2 separate regions of the Mus musculus genome follow, and region 2 is linked to region 1. The links are chromatin contacts, called in public HiChIP or PLAC-seq maps. All regions are on one chromosome and are shown on one strand. Each heading gives the region's core, a stretch centred on a gene start, on an enhancer-like site or on the middle of the called end of the contact. The rest is flanking DNA. Distances are from core to core; before and after follow the strand shown. Region 1 has its middle 130 kb from the start of Gm31636. Region 2 overlaps Myo1b (myosin IB).

What was found. HiChIP or PLAC-seq counts read pairs in DNA pulled down with a chosen protein or histone mark.
Region 2: an HNF4G HiChIP or PLAC-seq map of pancreatic cancer cells shows a contact between it and region 1. The contact joins two enhancer-like sites. A contact is called at or near these places in 1 of 484 Hi-C or Micro-C datasets (nephron progenitors), 2 of 115 datasets of contacts at active chromatin or transcription factors (embryonic stem cells and pancreatic cancer cells) and 3 of 9 other capture datasets (adipose tissue, liver and pancreatic islet).

The regions. Positions count from the first base shown.
Region 1 is chr1:51,746,374-51,749,310 of GRCm38.p6, forward strand. No RefSeq gene overlaps it. Among named protein-coding and RNA genes, the nearest start is that of Gm31636, 130 kb to the left of the region's middle. Within about 2 kb of position 1,303, at least 133 of the 459 cell types and tissues checked have an H3K27ac peak or open chromatin away from gene starts, as enhancers often do. A contact at or near this core is called in pancreatic cancer cells and pancreatic islet, where this site is marked.
Region 2 is chr1:51,855,141-51,857,840 of GRCm38.p6, forward strand. The region is part of intron 3 of Myo1b (myosin IB); the gene reads right to left. Among named protein-coding and RNA genes, the nearest start is that of Myo1b, 59 kb to the right of the region's middle. Within about 2 kb of position 1,266, at least 45 of the 459 cell types and tissues checked have an H3K27ac peak or open chromatin away from gene starts, as enhancers often do. A contact at or near this core is called in pancreatic cancer cells and pancreatic islet, where this site is marked.

The DNA.
Region 1 (2,937 bases), core at 53-2,552:
ACACAGAACAACAGATGCAAGGATGTAGACACACGGGGTGGGGTGGGAAAGGTTGGCCTTTTCAACAAAAGGTGCTGCCTGCTGGGTATTCACTGGGGGTGGCGGGAAAAGCAAACACAAGTCTTGACGGTCTATACCATTAAAAAAATCAATTCCAACCCGACTGATGGCCTAAATGTCACAGGAGAAGAAAACATTGATAATCTTAGGTAAGCAAGTGTCTCTTAAACAGGAAACCAAGCTCTAGTCAGAGCTGGTAATTAGACTCCATTAAGAAGAATCTCTGTGCACCAAAAGGCCCTGATCAGGCCACAGAAAAGTAGCCACAGACTGTGAGAAGACACGTCATCACCAGGAGCTCACCAATACAAAGGAAAAGCAGCCAACAGGAAAACTGACCAAAATGCTTAACTAGGGACTCTGCCAGAGCATCTAATTGGATAATACTGACCAGGCAAGGAAGCTTTTTAGTGATCAGAAAGCACAAATGACAAGCAGGGATCACCAGAGCCAGAATTAAAGACGGTCACTATCAGGTGCAGCAGCCCCTTCCCAGAGCAGATTCTTCAGAAATCAGCTTTGAGAGTCACCACAGCTCTGATCCAGCTGTTCTGAGGTAGTTAGTCAGCAGGGATCCGTGCACATACTCACATTCACAACAGCCCAAAGTGCAGCAGCCAGGAGATTAAACTGGGTCACGCACGCACGCATGCACGCACGCACGCACGCACGCACGCACACATGCACTCGCAGACCTCCGTCATGTTGAGCTCTTACAAGATCTCACTTGAAAATGGGAAAGCTTACTGTATTAAAAGACGACATTTCCATCAGTGGAGAATTTTGATTGGGGTGAAGTTTCTGGGTGCTGTATCCCAGAGCCTGTTCTGAGTGTTACAGGTTGTGGTTACTTCAATGTATACCTTTCTCTATGTACGGCATTCCAAGAACTACTTTAAGCTAACATGCCCGATTTATTAATTGCTGAAGAACTCTCATCTCCAAAAGGAAAAAAAAAAAAAAAACCAAAAAACAAAACAAAACAAACAAACAAAAAAAACCAAACCCAAACTTGTTTAGGCTTCTGCTGAATTTTATGGAACTGAGCTGAGGGGAATCTGGCCACCACAACAGCGGAAAAGTTAATGAGAAAGCATGGTTATGGCTTATGCTACGTTGTGACTAATTCCACATCATTTGGAAATGATCTTCAAACCAGGAAGGAGACAGGCGAACCCTCCAAGGACCGGAGGAAATGTGCTTGAAACAAGCCGTCCGTCTTTCTCCTGCGTGGCTGTTGAGAGCAGAAAGGAATGCTGACTCACGAGGCGTGCCTCCCTCCCGGGAGAGACAGAAGAGTGTTAGGATCAGATGCAGAGGCAGCAACAAAGCAGAAGCCACAGCTCCTCAAAGAATCTCCATGACTTATAGCTGCACTGCACCAGGACAGAAGAGCCAAACGGCTTTTTCCTTCTTTTCCCTTCCACTCGTCTATTCCTGTTTTAGTGAACTGAATGTTGTAGTATTTACAAAAATGTAACATCCAACTTAAACACACAGGCTCAAGACCCCTTAAGAGACTCAACAAGGAAGCCACTTAGCCCTCCACTAAAGGGAAGACTTGTTACCTAAAATTTCACCAAAGCTATGAAATACCTTACCCGTTATTTAAAGAGAGATTAAAGAACAATTATATTGTTCTAAGAGCATTTTAAGCTATGCTTTAGTTATCAGAATATTTAATTCCACGGGTTTTAGAGACATCAGCACACTACTGAAATGATATGGAAGTAAAAGGCTTCATTGTCTTAGACTGCAGGAGAACCCTCGATGATGAGGGCATGCTTCATGAGAACACTTGGGCTACTTTTTGCTCTTACAATACAGACCATCACCCCTGGAGATAAATCAGAGACATTCTAAAAGTCTGACATAAATACAGGAATCAGTTTTCTAGAGCGCATCTATGTATCTCCACATTCCTTCTTCACACAGTGTTGGCAGCAATTTGTAAAGAGTAACTCTGTTAGTCCACTCCCCACAGTAGCAACTATGCCCTGGATCCCTATTGTCTGGTTTCTCAGCACAGCATCTATTAATAACTCCCAGGAGTCACTTCAGGGCTGAAGAAACTTCTGAGTGACACTCAGGAACAGGCTGGGGCTATGTGGCCTGGCCAGGGTGTCTCAGAATTTGAGTGCCACGACATACTTTCTCTCTCCAATGCAGAGATCAGTGACATTCCCTAAAGGGCCCAGTAACAGTCATGTGCCAACTTCTGCACAGACAACAGAGGTTTTAAATTTTGAAACAGGACCTCATTACTGGCCCCGCACTCAGAGACCCAGTGGCCTCTACCTCAAAGTGCTGGAATTAAAGGTGTGCACTACTAAACTTGGCAGAAGAAGGTTTTAAAACCTAGCAAGTTGTATTGATACAAGGTGACTCCAGTATTTTCCTTGGTGGTTCTCAGAGTTGGGGTTCTTTTGAGAAACAGTCTAACCCCAGGACCGAGGGATTAATACTCTAAATCGAAAATTTCTGAATATTTACTCTCATCAATCCCTTTCATCGTCCCATGAACTGGGATTACTCTCCACCTTCATACACAAGGAAGCAAGGGTTTTCTAACACGTAAAGGCACAGTTCATATAGAGTGAGTTCTGTGACCAAGAGAACTTGATAGAGCAATGTAACAGAAGGCATATGAAAAATATCCCCCTAGTTCCCCTGTAAATAAGGTCTTCTAAGCCTGTTCACAGTGTTGTTTAGGACTAAATAGAAACTGTTTACCTTTGCTGAATGCTACTGTTGCAAAGCACCCCAGTGGACAATCTGGAAATGTAGTGGGAAAATTTACCAAGCCATCTCATACTTTGGGCCCAGTGCAATTGGGGTTCTACTCAAGAAACAACTCGGTGATGATGAGTGGAAGCT
Region 2 (2,700 bases), core at 16-2,515, 110 kb after region 1:
CCCTGACAAGTTCCAATTCTATCACACAAGGCCTACCCACAGATCAGAAGAAAATTTCTTTGATGAAAAACAATGGAACCCTCCCTAATACCATTGAGGGAGGGCTTCCTGGGAGTGTTCTACCTGCCTCGATGTCAAGGAAACAAGAAGCTAAGCCTTTCTGAGGCTGGGGCCTTGGGCCACTCATCTGATGAAAAGGAGCATTTTCCCAGACTGAGGTAAAACTTCCCAAGTCTCATCAGAGACCAGCAACATTGACAGGAAATAGTCTGTTTCGTTGGGAACCAAACTTTACCTTGGAGATTGTATCACTGAAACTATCTCTAGGCTGCGGTGAACATCTGATGTATGCTCAGCTTTACAAACAGCCTTTAGATAAAGCCTTTCAAATGCCAGATGAGCATTTGACAAGAAACAATAAAACGTCTCAACAGGCATCTACAATTAAGGTAAGGACTCTGGGACTTCCTAGACATACTAGAGAGTTTCTACTGACAGATACATTCTTACATCACTATAATTTTTACGACAAACGTATCTGGCTGGCATCCCACTGACTTGAAAAGCTTCAAAGTCTGAAAGAACAAATAATTAACTGTGGTCTCCCTCTAAGACCAAACAACATCCCTGAAAAGGAACTGTTTGAAAAGCAGCTCCAGGCAGGACACCGAGATGGCTCTGTAGCACTTGCCAGCAACCCTGATGACCAAGTTCAGTTTCTGGAGAGAACTGATTTCCTGGAAGCTGTTCTCAGACTGCCACGCCATGCCTCCCCCTAAGTAAAATAAATAATTGTAATTTTAAAACTAAGTAGTCCCAGGAAGGTAGCAGACGCCTGGGGGAAAGGTCTGAGATTCAAAAGTGAGAGTTCAATTTGTAGAGCATTTTGTAGAAGTGGAATATGCATCAGGCCAGGTCGCCTGGCTGTGGACCCAGCCTCAGAAGCTCTTCCGCTAGCAGCTGACCTTTGAACCATGGCCACTGCAAAAATTGACGCTGTAACTCTGAGGAGATTTCCGGTTGTTCTGAACCAAACAAAGATCTCCAAAGATGTAAGGCAAACACCATGTCTGCCTTCTCCCTCCTATGACCTACATACACCACCATGTATAAATGTTAAAGGCTGGGTGTTTGGCCATTTTCAAAATGGTGTTGCTATGAGCGGGACGTTAATCTGAAGTGTCTAAAACAGAGAGTGAGTCAGCACTCTGATTCCATCCTGACATGTCATGCATGCACGGCAGAGACACAGAGCCAAAACCTCCGCCCAGAGTCCCACATACCTGTTCACACAGTTTCAGAGAATGTGACCGCAGAGATATACACTGTAAGGCTACGACTGAAAGTCATCTTTTTCTTCTTTCACTAGAGTCCCGTTCCCTATCCTCTTCCCTTTCCCCTCCTAGCTGGTGGTGTGCAAGATTTCAGCCTTTAAATACATTAAGTCAAAATGTTATCTCCCCAGTGAAAATGAGAATTTTGTTCTGTTTGTTGCTGCATCCCAGCACCTCAGAGAGGGCCTGGAGCACAGTAAGTGCTCATCAAATATTTACTCAGTAAATGAATAACATTTCTAAAGCGGCTAAGTAGACAGTGTGATAGACGGGAAAGGACAAACATCTTCCTACATACAGTGTAGTAGAAGGCACTAGAACAACTAAAGGTTCAATTGCTCTGAAAGGAAAATGAGGGCAGCAATAATCACCTGACCCACGCCCACGCTCCTCAGGAAAAAAAAAATCTCTCTCTATGCCACTTATCCAACCAACCAAAAATACAGGTCATACCCGAGAGTTCATACTATAAAGACTATCACAATCACAGCTTTCATGCTGTGCCATAGGAAAAATATTGATCATGTAAAAGGACAGCGGCCAGGTCTCTTGCAGAGGACCCTTAACCTAAGCTCTGTGTGCCCAACTTCGTCATCTCCACATTCTGAGATATGATCAGAATGTTCTTGATAGCATTTACCTGGCTCGACTGGAGTGCAATAAAATGACAGGCCAACCGAGTACTCAGGACACACAGGCAACCTTGCTATGTCAAGCTGGAGGCATGCAGTCCTAAAGACTCAGTTTGATGCAAACAGGGGGGTCAAAGGTCACAGAGACATGTCTGTGTGACTGACACTAGCACCACCTAAACTCTCCCAACTAATGACTTCTGATTTTTTTTTAGGTGAGGATAATAAGAAAAAATTCAAAGCCTTAAATCATTTTTTTCTAAATTTTCAAATTTCTACTTACAAAATGGAAAGATGGCTTACCTCAAATAGTGCTTGCAAATCTTACTGTGATATGAACAACACAACTTTATCCCAATTCAAGGAGGATGTGATTCCGATCTGTCCTGGACTGTGCCCATCAGGGCGGGTTCTGACAGTAGCATGATACAGACTGCCTTCAAGAGGCTCTTGGGCAGAATGAACAAAACGAACCACCTAAAAATACTCAGGGTCAAGGGCACTATAAGAACATATTGCCTTCTGATAAAAATGAAAATTTTCATCATGGTTCATGACATCTGACTAAATGCCCCTGTCTTAGTCAGGGTTTCTATTCCTGCACAAACATCACCAAGAAGCAAGTTTGGGAGGAAAGGGTTGATTCAACTTACACTTCCACACTGGCAGGAGCTGATGCAGAGGCCATGGAGGGGTGTTATTTACTGGCTTGCTTCCCCTGGCTTGCTTACCTT